Regions from separate parts of the Mus musculus genome. Here all the other regions are linked to region 4. A link is a contact called in public HiCAR-type and promoter capture Hi-C data. All regions are on one chromosome and are shown on one strand. Each heading gives the region's core, a stretch centred on a gene start, on an enhancer-like site or on the middle of the called end of the contact. The rest is flanking DNA. Distances are from core to core; before and after follow the strand shown.

Region 1 (3,485 bases), core at 135-2,634, 1.4 Mb before region 4:
GCTATTCTTAGGATGCTAAACATTTCTCAGAGGCTTAGATGTTAAAGGCTTGGTGCCTGGGGTTTTGGGGAGTGGGTTAAGCTTCAAAGAGGTGAAGCATGGTGAGAAGGCTTTAGGTGGCTGGGTGCCTGCTGCTGCAGAATATTCTAACAGCCTGGCCTCTTCTTCTGCTCTTGCTTCCTAGCTCTGTCACGAGAGGTTTTGCTCTACCACAGTCTTCTGACAAGATACACGGCCCCGTCTTGGGATCTCAACAATGAGTCCATTTGAACATGTGCAGAACTAAACAACTATGAGTCAAAACAAATCTGCTCTTAATATAAGTTAATTATCACAGCTATTTTGTGAGAGTGACAGAGAGCAGAGTATTACATGGTTCAATTACACAGCAAGGTAACTCTGTAAGAGACTCTAGGCAGGGTTCTTGGCAGTGCCAGGAAGAAGGACCCTTGAGCTCCTCTTTACTCTGACAGCCTTCCTATTCAGTTCCACTGGATTCCTCACATTTTTCCCTTAAATGCAGGTTTTTCCCTTTAATAAAGACTAATTCACTTTATATGAGGAGTGTTTTGCTTGCATGTATTTATATGTACCACATGAGAGGTCTGAAGAGGGAGTTGGATTTCTGTAGCTATGGGTGGTTGTGAACAGCAGGTACTCCTAACCACTGAGCCATCTCTCTAGCCTGGTCCTTACAACTTTTATCATAAGTCTGGTCCCTTTGGCCATCTGGAAGATAAGACCTTAAAATAAAATTCTGTGCTAGCTTTCCCTTCCCCTCACCCAGCAGCAAAGCAATAAAAGACAACCAACTTCATGTGTATTTTGGGAACAGCAATGAGATGCAGTGAAAATTTTAGAAATTATTTTATTTGTAGGTGTTTCACTTGCATGCATGACTATGTACTACATGTATCCTGGTACCTGTGACAGCCCAGAGCAGGGTGTCAGATCCACTGGAACCAAATTTACAGATAGTTGTGAGTCTTGATGCAGGTGCCACATTCAATTAAAGTAAGAGCAGTCAGTGCTTTTAGCCACTAAGCCACCTCTCTAGCCTCAACTATAGATGCTTTGGAATGAAGAGAAGTGGATAGACTTCTTGTTAAAGCAATAAGCAGTTTTAGTGCAGGACTCTCTGAGCTTTATTGAGACGGAATGATTAAGATTTCAAATAAAACCAGTAACAAAATTACATTGTAACAAGTACTGGTGCTTAAAAGTAATATGAGATGCCAAAACACTGAAATGAGTTGTGTGATTGACAAGATTGCATAAGAGGACACATTGGAAAGTAAGCATGCTCGGCTTCCAGACTCACACCCAAGCCTTGCACTCTCAAACTCATCTCCCACGTTCTTATCGTCTCCTTTAAAGAGTAGTCCCTGGTAGTACGTCAGTGCCTCTGGTGGATCTGCCTCCAGGGCACATGCTCAGGTTGTGCTCAACCGAGAATGGTGCTGTGAGGGAAATGAATGGTGTAACATTTTTAAAGTTATTGCTCCCTCCCCCACCAAAGCTTACATAAGTCTTGGCAAACAACCCATGAATGGAGCTGAAGCTGCTAGGATGACTGAAAATTCCCAGTGTACCTTCCAAGGCCCCAGGAGAGACCTTCAAAATGTGTCCACATGCATTTTGAAGCTTGTGGAAGCATGGTGTTTCCAACATAATGTTTTCAGGTTATGAGTTACAGTCCATTGTCATGGGAAGCCATGGCAAAGGCAGCAGTGCTTATTGGCTTGCTTCTCTTGGCTTGCTTAGTCTGTTTTTTTATGCAACACAGGACCACCAGGGGTAGTGACACCAGGTCTGGGCTAGGCTTGTCTGTTATAATTGGTAGTCAACCACATCAATCACTAATCAAGAAATGCCCTATAGAACTGTCCACAGGTGAATCTTATGGAGACAATACCTCAGCTGAGGTTCTCTCTTCCCAGATAACTCCAGTTAGTGGCAAGTGGACAAAGGTTAACCAGCACATGGGCCATGGATGAGGAACAAGATATGAGATGAATGGAACTGGAGGCTAGTTGGTGATGTTGGCTTCCAGGCCTCAGGTGTGCCTGGTGAGTAGATTTGGTTCCTAATGGTACCTAGTATTTCATTGCCAGAAATACATTTAATGATAAAGCATGAATTGTGAACTCTTGATGACACAATTATGCCCACACCAACCTTAGAACTTTGACTTTATTGAGGCAAATATTGGAGTGCAGACAGTTTATTTTGGAAGCAGGACAAGAGAATCAGGGCTGTAAGGGGTGGGGGTGGGCCAGCATTGCTATAAGAATGTGTTCAGGTCATTGTTGTAGGTTAAGGGGGCTGATGTAAGAAGTCCACCAAATGCCAGTAACTGAGGAGACTTGTGCATGATTTCAATAGTTCCTACTTGCCACTGTGGGGCCAACTGTCTCATACCTGTGGGCTACACCAAGCACAGGGGTACCTCTGGGCGTACAAAGATTGAACCCTAAATCTGTGGCATCTCAGAAAAGGCTGAGGAAAGTGAGACACAGAAAAGAAAGTGATTGCTAGACTTCCCTTTACAAGGAACTTGAATGTCCTCAGACCCTGGTATCCTTGCAAGTCCTGGAGTCAATTGCCCACAGAGATGGAGAGAAGACTCTAGTACAGATTGAAGTTCATATATGCACAGGAACTCTGATCAGGATCCTTGTAGAAAATGGTATATAGTATTTGTATATAACCTACACATGCCTATGTACTTTCAATCATCTCTAGATTATTTATTGTGACGTAAGTTTTTCATTACTATAACAAATACCCAAGATAATCAGCTTAAAGGGGATTTTCGGGATAGCATCTGAAATATAAATGAAGAAAATACCTAATAAAAAATTGGAAAAAGTGTTTCAGAGTTGAACAGAGAAGACTTGCTGTGGGAAGCAAAGGACATTGCTGTTAATGGACATTGCCATTAAGGTCTGTCCCCAACTGAGAGGAAAGTGGTCTGCAGAGAGGCTGCTGAAGAAGGTCTTCTGGGCCTGTTGCACAGCAGCCCCTGGAATGAGCAGGTGGGAGGGTTTATCCACCTTTCTCTCCCCCAGTGATGCGCCTTCCGCGGAGACTCAGTGTCCTCCTTGGTCTCCAAACACCTCTTCAATCTGAGAGTTGAATGGATTCTCCTTTCCCAGGACATGAGGCCATTGAAGCTGTATCTTTTCCCAGACACGATTTGCTTGCAGAAGTGAAGCCACCTGCAAGAGAGCCAGAGGGAAAAGGCACTTCATGGCAAGGGACCGATCAGTAGGCCTGGGATGCCGCTCAGTTGGCAGAGGGCTTACCTAGCAGAGAGAAGCCCAAGCTTTACTCCAAGTGCCACATGACAGATCACTGAGGCACACGCCGAATCCCACCTCTCTAGACGTAGAAGCAGGAGGATCCGAAGCTCAAGTTCTCCCTTGGGCTACATGATACGTTTGCAGCCAGCCTTGTATACATGAGATCTTGTCAGACAACAG
Region 2 (3,348 bases), core at 270-2,769, 1.6 Mb after region 4:
TCTCTCAGTTGGTGCAATGAATGCTGGAATCCTGTATCCAATCCCCAACACCACACAAACTGGGCATGCTGATGTACATCTGTAATCCTAGCACTCAGGAGTTAGACACAGAATAATCAGAAGTTCAAAATTATTCACACCCTCCTACATTTTTTTCGCTCTTTTTAATAAGAGGCAGGACAAGATTATCTGTTTTCTAATATTTATTTTTACTTATATGTGTATGTATTTGTATGCATGTATGCCATGTGTGCACAAGCACTTTTGGAGGCCAGAAGAGGGCTTGAGACTCCCTGGAGCTGGTGTCACAGGTGGTTGTGAGCCATCACCCAATTGTATGTAGATGCCCAGAACCAAGTTAACATCCCCCAGAAGAGCAGCAAGTGTTTGTAATTGCTGAGCCATCTCTTCAGACCCTGTCCTTTAGGGTTTATCATGCAAGGGTTGAGTTGGATTTTTTTTATTGCATTTGTTTTCATATGGTGTGTGTGTGTGTGTGTGTGTGTGTGTGTAGGTCAGAGGACAATTTGTAGGAGTTTAATCTCTCCTTCCATCACGTGGGTCCTGGTGATTGACACCGTTCCTGGGACTTTACCCACTGAGCCAACTCACAGAAGTTTTCTATCTTACTCATTTCAATCACTATTTCTATGGCTTCCTATACTGCCATTTTGCTTCTAATTAAGATCTCTATATACATACACCTTATCACATTTTATATTTGGTTTTATACATACATTTATAGGATACAAAATTCTCTCTGAAGATAAAAAGTAATAACTTTGTGTAGGGGATAACTTATTGACAGAGCATATATTCCTTATTGGCAAAACTTTTGCCTTCAGGACAAAAATGTAAAATAAACTAAAACAGTAACCTGTTTCCTCTTCCCTCACAATGATTACTTTTTTCATATCACTTACAGTCTTCAAACTATGAGTTACTTATAAGTATTGTTGGCTAACTGGCCGTTTCTACACTAATAGGAAGTCCATTGGGACTGAGAACTTTTATTCCTATAGTGCGCTGTCCCAAAATGATGAGTGATGCGAAATAGGTATTCAAAACAAATTGTCAGAAAAATTCAGTTATCACATGACAAAACAAGAACGCTACTGATGTGCAGTTCTTCAACATGAACTCCCAGCCAGAAGTTGCTAAATGCTTGAGCCACATTCCTTAACTCTCCTAGTCAAAGGCTAAGAGGGAAATTGCCAATGGACGCTGGTTTTACAAAAGTGTTCCCATTACTTAATCTCAAACCGATCCTAGAATCAGCTTTCACATTCTAAAGTTCTTGGCTGCACGTGGGCGTCCAATGCCTTCAGCACTTGCAGAAACTGAATCTCAGCCCTTGAATGGTGGGACTTAGCTTGCAGCACCCAGCTAGCCCCACGCTGCCCATCCCAGAGGCGTAGGAAGAGACCCAACCCTTAGCCTCCAAGCCGCAAGGGGAGCCGCACACGCCCCTCCGTCCCACGCCTTGTCCTTTCGTCCCGCCCCCCGAACCGGAAGCACTTGCCCGGGTTTCCGGCGGCTCCGGGACTCGTGGTGTTCCGGGCGATGTCTTGGTTTCGAGCGGCTCCGGAGAACGCGAGCCCTGGAGACCAGGACGTGTTTGACGAGGAAGCGGACGAGTCTCTGTTAGCGCAGCGGGAATGGCAGGGTCACATGCGGAAACGAGTCCAAGTAAATGGACGGGACGCGGGAGAAAGGGACTCCCAGGCGGGACCCGGGGGCTCCCTGGCAGGGGCACGCACGCAGAAGCCTGGGCGGAGGAGCGCGGGTCTCCGAGCCAGCGCGCTCCAGTGTTGCCGGGTCTTAAGAATCCTGGTTGTTTCTTGGTGCTCTTTCGGAGCCCCACCGGGTTTGGAGCAGGGACATTGACCCTACTCTACAACGTGAACTTTATTCAGTCCCTCAAGAGTGTGCAGTTTGGGGTCGGGGGAGCAGAGGAGGAGAAATGCACACCCACTAGGCTGATGGCCCGCAGAGAACGCAGTCACAGAGAGTCCAAAGTTAGGCGTGATGTTATCAAGGCTTGGAGAAGGGTGAACTGAGAATGTTGTCAAGGGAAGGTAAGGGGGAGGTAGAGAAGGGAATACTGTTCCAGCTTTACTTTAAATGCGTTATTCAATCCGGACCTGTCTTGCCATTCATTGAAACTTGCTTAGTACTATTTGGGTAGAATCGGCGCTTTTTCTGGGTGAGAACTACTTGCTAAGATCTGTCTCCACATGGGGGTGGATTCCAGAGTATAAAGACCTGCGTTCGATCCCTGGAACGTACTTTGTGGAAGGACAGAATGGGTTTCTGGAAGTTATTTTCTGACCTTCACGCTCAAGGAAGTAAATAAATGCCTCCCTCAAGAAAAATAAGTAAATATATGTTACTTAACTGTTTAAAAGATAAGAACTGCATCCACCCAATATACTAGCCATTAAATTACCCTCTTAAAGCTGCAGTTATGTCAACCCTAATTTAATGTTCCAGTAAGTTCATATTTGTTGAGCCCAGCAACCATCATATCATTACAAAAATACCATAGGAATCCAGGGCTAAACTAATAATAATAATAAGACAAATCTCTATGCCACAGTTTAGATTAGATTTCTAAAATCAGACTTCCTCTTCACTGTTCCTAAAATAGTTCCCTCTTCCCAGGCCTTGCCAGCCTCCTTATCTATCCTATTCTAGTCCGTTACCAAGAGACCAGACATGTAGTTTCCCATTTCTGTGAAGACCTTGCTAACACAGTTTTTAAAAAAAACATAACAACTGATATTTAATGTTTGCACAGTAACCCTAGATTTCCAAAGTGACTTCCCCGTGTGGCATCGAGGCATCTGCCTGTCATCGATTAGGAGAGTGAGGAAGGTAGGATAAGGAGCTCCAGGCCAGCCTGGAAAACATTTTAAAAAAATAAGACAGATCTGACAAGGAAAGATGAACCAATAATAAGATTTTAGGAGAAACATTCTGCTTTGGATTTATGTCTCTGCCATATCATAATTCAGTTAATATAGTACAAACCTAAATTTGTCTTCAAAATTGGTTCAGTGCTTTTCCTGAGAAGACTCACTTGGTGTCAGTTACAACTGGGTTTTTTCTTCTTTTTAGGAGGGTTACAGAGATGGGCTAGATGCCGGCAAAGCACTTACTCTTCAACGGGGCTTCAATCAAGGGTACAAAGAGGGTGCAGACGTCATTATAAACTATGGACTCCTTAGAGGAACACTGAGGTAATTTTAAAATTTTAAATGATGAATCATTTAGCCACAATTCTAATGAAGGTCTTTAATAGAGGTAATATGTAAAAATTCAGTGTTTAAAAGTGTTTTTCGGGGG
Region 3 (3,385 bases), core at 215-2,714, 1.9 Mb after region 4:
GACATCTGTAGGAAAATGGCAGTAGACTACAGTCTAGAGGTGCCATACTACACAATAGGGAATCATTTACTGTCCTCCCCCTAGGAATCCAGGACAATTCACTGAAATAAATGACAAAAAACCCAAAACCAAATAAAAACCTCTGGGGGTGGGTGGGAGAAGAAATGGAGGATTAAAGAAGTTTGTATACGAATGTGGTATGCTGGCTGAGAGCAGTTTCTGTGGACAGAGAACTAGAGCTCCGCCACTTATGGTAGTCTTAGATAATTTCTTTACGCCTCAGGTTACTCATCTGCAAAACTGGGCCAACGTAGTATCGGAGGATTAAACAATCCACGGAAAGGGAATGTTTCGTATCACGTCTGCCATCACAGGAAGAGTTCGGCAAACGCTAGCTATTGTCTTTACCTGGGGGTAGGTCTGCTGCTGCCCTGGGGAGTAGCCGAACTGATGCTGGGACCCCGCGGGGGACCTGGAGTAGGAGCCTGGGTAGCCGCCCGGGGACGGAGACCCGAAGCGGGCCCCCGAGAAGTTGCCGCCGTGCCGCGGAGACTGGCTGCTCCCGTACGGCCTAGCCCGGGGCCCGCAGGGCGGAGTGTGGTGCGGACTCCCGTACCCGTCCCGCGGGGAGGGCGGCCGCGGCCCCCCGCCCAGGGCACCCCGGAAGTTATTTCCGCCACCCCAACCTCCTATCCCCGGGCTGGGGTACGGAGGAGTTGGGGGTCGAAAATTCGGTCGGTGCATATCAGGAAACGAAGCCGCAGAGCTCACACGCCGAACGCCTCACCGGAACCTCTGCGATCAACCGCCAGAAGGAAACTGGTATTCCTCTATTTATACACCCTTCCGGCTCCCAGCGGACTACCGCACCTTAGTTCCGGCTGCACAAAGGTTCCGATCTCACCAAGTTTCTGCAAGAGGGCAGGTAAACAGGTCACTCAATGGAAGAATGGTGGGCGTGTCTGAGAGGAGGAAAGACTGTAAAGGGGAAACTAAATCTCCGGCCGCAGCACGAGCACAGTCGTCAACGGTCTTCCCGGAGACCCCCAGTACACGAAGACGGAAGCGGAAGAGAGGAAACCGATCATCAGGCCTTATTGGCTGTGAGGGTGGGAGAGGGGCGTGCGGGTTCCGAAGAGGGCGGATCAGAGGGGTAGGGCCATCCGTCTTGGAGGCTTCCGGGAAGCAAGGAGTGAAGCGTCAGCCGGATTCGGGGGCGGGGCCATGAGCCAAGAGGCGGGGCCGAAGGGTGTGAGGCGAGAGACTCGGTTGAACAGGATCGTCCAAGGGGGCGGGGCCGAGTGAGACTGAGGTGGAGGCCTGGGCGGAAGCGGAGGGCGTGGTGGGCGGGGAAGAGTGCGAGGGCGACCAGGGGGAGGGTCTTTGCGGAGGGGGCGGGGCTGGCGGCGGGGCCGGGCTGGCTGGGGGGGCGGGGCTGAGGGGGCCTAAGGTCAAGGAGGGAGGTCGCGGGGCGCTCTCGCTGGGGTTGAGGGGCGATGCTGTGGATGCTGGCCAGGGCGGTGGCTTTTCGGAGACCCGGCCGAGGCCTGGCCGGCGGGAGGGGGCTGTGGACCGGCCGCCCGCAGTCAGGTACCTACTGACACTGAGCGCTCGGGCTCCCTGAGGGGAGCGCTCGCGCCTCGGGGGCTCCTGTCGCAGGGCTCATGGCCATGGTCGTGCCCTGCTTCTCTTTTCCACCCCTGGCTTCTAATCCCCCAAGGTTTGGTAACTTAGGAAACAGCACCTCCCGCCAAAAGCTGAGTTTTAGAAAGCAGACTGCTGCCTTGAAAACTTAAGCGAGCCTGTAGTAATTAATGCTGGACTTGAACCCTGCGTTTACGTTCTTGTAAAATGGAAGTTGACGAGGTTAGGAAGTAGAAACAGAAATTTAAAGGGGAAAAAAAAACCCACGAAAACATACCCCAAACTTAAAAATCTTGTAATTATAAAGAAACGGGATAATTAAAAAATGCTATCTTCTGCATAAGATACCTGTCTTAGACATTCCTGTAGAAGAGTTTTGTGGTCTTTCCCTAACTCCTTCAGATACTAAAATCAACTTGGGATTTTAGGACTCATCACATTAGACCGTGGATATGTGAGGGGGTTATTGGTTTAGATTTTTGTGTGTGTGAGTGTATTGTTTGCGTGTATGCACATGCACCATTTAACGTACCTGATGCCTTTGGAGATCAAAAAAGAATCAGATTTCCTGGAACTGGAGAAAATTGTGGTTGTGAGCTACCTTGTGAGTGCTGGGAACTGAGCCAAATCCTCTTGAAAGAGCAGTAAGTGCTCTTAACCACTGAGTCATCTCTTCAGCGCCTGGCCTAAGGTTTTCATTCATCCATAGCATCTTTCTGAAGCATTTTGGCCTTCAGTCTCTGACATCTTCGGTGACATAACTATAGAGTATATCCTCAGCTTTATTCTTTATTAATGGAGACATAAACACAAGGGCTTATGGGGGGGGGTGAGGTTGTTTAATTTTTTCATGCCCCTGCTATATTCTTGGATAATTCAGTTCGACTTTTTTTGTTTTGCTTCATTTTGTTGTTTTGTTCTTTGTTTGTTTTTTTGAGACAAGGTTTCAATACATAACCCAGGCTCGACCACATTTCTTATTTCTGAAGACAAATTGTATAATCATGGAGGGATAATGTCATCATCAGGATGTAATGATATTTTAGCGCCTGCACACTACAGCTTATCTAACATTTATATTGTTCTTTACTGGCCATAATTTCTGTTTTATCTTTTCTTTGTCTAGCTTAGAATCTAGCATTTGAGCAGTCATACTTATGAATGTATATTTATTCACACATACATGTCAGTGAGTCAATAATCTGCCTTATGAAGGAAGCTGAGAAGTGGGGTGGTAGGCACCAAAAGTATGTTTATTATTATTTTTATAACTGGCAGAAAATAATGCAGAATTGGGTCTCAGCTTGCCCTATATGAATTACCTTCTCACTTGAATTCTGCTTCTAGAATGGAACTGAATCCAGGGCCTGTGCATGCAGAATGGGCTCTTTACTGTTGGGCATCAGTGCACTCCTAGTCCCCGGAATCTATCCACACAATACACTAAAAACCTGGGAGAAGAAGAAATACAGGGGGAATGTTGCCAGGTAGATTAAGCCAGTGTTCTTCCCAGCGCATTTGAAAGTGTAGACAATGATTGTCCCAAACTGAATCTTTAATAATTATGTGAAACTCAAGACCAATGTTAATCCCTTTAGAGACTTTTTTCTTTCAAATGAAAAATTTGGCAAGAATAATTAAATAATTTTTTTTTAGACTCACCTAGAAGATCAGAATTTAGGCTTCTAAATTTTATGTATTCTTTCCTTAGAAATACAATCATTTGAAAAATGAAATTAAA
Region 4 (3,232 bases), core at 362-2,861:
CTGGAGCAGTCTCCTCGCCCCTTCCCTGAGCACCCTGACACTGCTGTTCCAAGTCTTCTGTTAGAACCACCAGCCTGTTTCCACGCTGCTACCTCCCACTGCAGTGCAGGAACAGCCCACAGCTGCATTGTCAACAGTACTAAGCATAACTTCCAGGCTTAACAAAGTTGAAGCAGTTGTCTAATGTGAACTTTTTTTCTAGTATTCCAAATAAGAGAACCGTTTAAAGCAAGGTTGATAAATCACGCCCACCCCCTTTAACTCATATCCTAGGCGCAGCCTCTTTAAATAGAGGATGATCTGACTTAGGGGAAGCCTCAATAAAATAATGCAATAATGTTCTCAGGTTTCATTTCAAGAAATGAATTCGTAGTGTCCCTTCCAACAGTAACAGTAAAACAGCATAAAAGAAAATAACGGAGGAAGTGACACAGGATCAGATTAACCAACATGCCACAGGGCTCTGCTCAGTGACCACAACATAGGCACAGAGTGGAGTTTAACCAGGGCGACTACATTTACAAACTTTACGCCGCCGGGTGGGAAGCCGGAGCTATTATTGCTCTTCGAGAAAGAACTCCCGGTCAGCATGGAATGAGAACATATTAGCCACCACGTGCTGGGACTGTCTCAAGCACCAGCTTTCTTTGCTTAAGCTATTGTTTCCTTTATTTACCTTATATTAGACACTTAAATGGGTTATTCTCCAACAACCTTATTCTCCATGTCCTTCAGGGAGCTGTTTCTCTCCCCTGAGAAATCCCTGAGAGATAAACTTCTGGGCCCTTCACCTCCCCCAAGGCTGGGACAGGAGCTGGTGGGCTCTAAGCAGACACCATCTGCTTCTCATGCGAGTGTGTTTGTTCCCTAGAATCTCTTGGCCTCCTTGATACCTCCTCTTCTCTTACCTTCTGGAAGGTCAGTGACTATTGCCTCTGGAGAGATACAAACTCCACGGTCATAGACCGGCAGCTCATCGCAGGCCAGGCTCTCTGGCCAGCTGTGGTTATACATCTTCATGAGGGGCTCGCAGTCGTCACGTGCGCGCTGGCACACAGACTTGCAGGGCTTGATGGGATCGTGCAGGAACTCCAGGGTACAGATGGGTGCGTACATGGCACAAAGGAAGAAGCGCAGCACAGAGCTGCAGTTCACGTCCACTAGCTCTTCATACTGTTCGATGGCCAGGATGGCGTTCTCCTGAGTGCTGTGGTGCAGGTGGTTGGGCATCCGGGTGATGTTCCAGGGCATGTGCCTGCACATGGGGATGCGCACAGCTTCGCAGGGCGCTCCGCGAACTCCCAGCGCCAGGCGCAGCCACAGGCATAACGCCACCAGGATGGAGCGGAGCATGGCACTGTCCTCCTGGGCTGCAGTCTCTGCTGGGAGGACCCTTTTCTTCCAGCCCCGTTGACCTCCTTATCTCTTTACCTAGGGGCAGTGGAGTGAGCTTTCCTGCTGGAGCTCCAGTCTGCACTGATGAGGAGTTCTGGGGGGTTGGCCGTCGATCACCCCTGGGCGCACCGGCACTGGCAGCGCCAGCACTCAGCCTCCAGAGCAACGACCCCCGCGGGAAGCTCCAGTCTCGAGTCCCGCAGCTCGGAGCGCAGCGGGCCACGGCCATTGTGGAACCCTATTTATCCAGACGCGTCCCCTGACGTGGGCTCAGCAGCCTTGGCAGCGGCGAGAGCAAAGCCGGCTCCCACTCCGCTGCTCCACCCCCAGCCTCTCCTGCAGAAGCGATGACATCATCTCGGCCGCTCCACAGCCAAGGGCCATAGTTCTGCATTTCCCCCCAAAGTCCATCCTTTTTTTCGTCAGCTAGTCTTTTTTCTTCAGATCAAGAAAAGGAGCATCTTGCTTTCAGCCATTTGGGACTCTGGATAAAAGCCTGTGCAGGGGAGACTTTGCTAAGTCGGCCTTAAAGTTTCCCTAAGTTCAGAGTTGGAGCAACTGGAGCAACGTGACCCTGTTGTTGCCCTTTCATTTCGAAACACTTGTTTTTCCTTTCCCATAGGGGGCGAGAGAGGTGCCTCAGCTATGAGGGCAGTGTGGATCAGGGAAAGCCTAGCACAGTAGGTGTTGGAACTAGCACTGGCAGTTTATATAAGCCTTCCCTAGACCACCCTGAGTTGTGCGGAGTTTGCTATTGTTGCTACTGATGTTGTTTTGTGGCCACTAGACTTAGTTCTGGCTCAGATTTTTACCAGGCATTTGGTTTGTGACTGCTCCAGGAACTTGGAACTGCCCAGGGGTGCAAGAGCATCTCTGTGTTGGAGGAGTTTCTCTATTCGCTACTTTCTCTAAAATACTAATTTCTGAGCCCAACATGACTGGAAAACAGAAGAAAACAAAGATAACTTGAGATGCTGCATGCTGAAAGATTTTCCCAATCCACCAGCGTGATCTTTGCTAAATTGCCCGTTATTTTACTTGACTAAGAACTCACTAGCTTTGGAAAGCGAGCGTGCATGTTTACTTTCCTCTTCTTTGCTTTAGAAAGAGACATGAAAATCAATGCTGGTTCACAGAAAAGAGCTGTTACTGTTGCAAGTTTACACCAAATGCCTGCCAATCAGAAAGCAAGACTTCCGATGTAAACTTGCTCTCATCGTTGACAATAAGAAAACATGTTCTCTGAGTGTTAATCTTTAAAGGTATGGTTGAGCTTGAAACCTGGGTTAAAGGAAGTTCTTTTGCCTCTCCCTCCAACGCTGAGGCCCACAAGTTAGCTTAGGTGTGAATCTGACTGAGGATTAAAACAGCTGTGCAAAACAAAAACAGCAAAAAACAAACAAACAAAAAAACCACAACTGCATTTGTCATCCTTATTGTGTAAGGTATAGAGACAAACACTATGAAGACATTAATGATCCTATGAGATCAGATACTATTTAGATCTGTGTAAAGTACCTATTCATCCCGAGCAATCCATAAAGGCATTCTGCTTTCCTACTGAATAGGTCTCAAGTCCCAAAGATGCCAAATGCCATAGGAAAATATCAAGCAGAAGGGGGTGGCCAAAAGGCACCTCATGCCTTTTCTGGTAGTGAAATCCCAAACCTAGTCTACCGCCCCCCTCCCCGCACCACACACACTGAGCAAAAAAGATCATTAGATTAACTTTCTAATGAGAAGAGAGGGGGTATAGAAAGACAGAAGGACAGAGACAGAGACAGACAGAGGGATAAAAACTTCCCACCTCTTTCTCCAACCCAGTATAGATGAGACC

What was found. Promoter capture Hi-C pulls out the DNA fragments that hold promoters and counts their contacts. HiCAR-type assays count read pairs that join an accessible place to other places.
Region 1: a promoter capture Hi-C map of liver shows a contact between it and region 4, with 2.7 times the contacts expected there. The contact joins the enhancer-like site here to the promoter of Sfrp4 in region 4. A contact is called at or near these places in 4 of 39 promoter capture datasets (hippocampal neurons, liver and pre-B cells) and 2 of 9 other capture datasets (adipose tissue and liver).
Region 2: a promoter capture Hi-C map of hippocampal neurons shows a contact between it and region 4, with 5 times the contacts expected there. The contact joins the promoter of Yae1d1 here to the promoter of Sfrp4 in region 4. A contact is called at or near these places in 3 of 39 promoter capture datasets (the 3T3-L1 cell line, embryonic stem cells and hippocampal neurons) and 1 of 115 datasets of contacts at active chromatin or transcription factors (astrocytes).
Region 3: a contact with region 4 is called in a HiCAR-type map of astrocytes, with 5 times the contacts expected there. The contact joins the promoter of Sugct here to the promoter of Sfrp4 in region 4. A contact is called at or near these places in 1 of 39 promoter capture datasets (hippocampal neurons) and 2 of 115 datasets of contacts at active chromatin or transcription factors (astrocytes and embryonic stem cells).

What each region holds. Positions count from the first base shown.
Region 1 is chr13:21,022,945-21,026,429 of GRCm38.p6, reverse strand. It overlaps Aoah (acyloxyacyl hydrolase), which reads right to left. Exons shown (of 21, transcript NM_012054.4): 21 at 2,176-3,221. The coding sequence ends at 3,093. Among named protein-coding and RNA genes, the nearest start is that of Gm32242, 14 kb to the right of the region's middle. Within about 2 kb of position 1,384, at least 4 of the 459 cell types and tissues checked have an H3K27ac peak or open chromatin away from gene starts, as enhancers often do. A contact at or near this core is called in liver, where this site is marked.
Region 2 is chr13:17,991,522-17,994,869 of GRCm38.p6, reverse strand. It overlaps Yae1d1 (Yae1 domain containing 1), which reads left to right and starts at 1,519. Exons shown (of 3, transcript NM_025904.3): 1 at 1,519-1,689; 2 at 3,121-3,242. The coding sequence starts at 1,564.
Region 3 is chr13:17,692,844-17,696,228 of GRCm38.p6, reverse strand. It overlaps Sugct (succinyl-CoA glutarate-CoA transferase), which reads left to right and starts at 1,464. Exons shown (of 14, transcript NM_138654.3): 1 at 1,464-1,590. The coding sequence starts at 1,497. Mplkip (M-phase specific PLK1 intereacting protein) reads right to left here and starts at 816. Exons shown (of 2, transcript NM_025479.6): 1 at 409-816. The coding sequence starts at 744.
Region 4 is chr13:19,621,554-19,624,785 of GRCm38.p6, reverse strand. Sfrp4 (secreted frizzled-related protein 4) reads right to left here and starts at 1,611. Exons shown (of 6, transcript NM_016687.3): 1 at 909-1,611. The coding sequence starts at 1,353.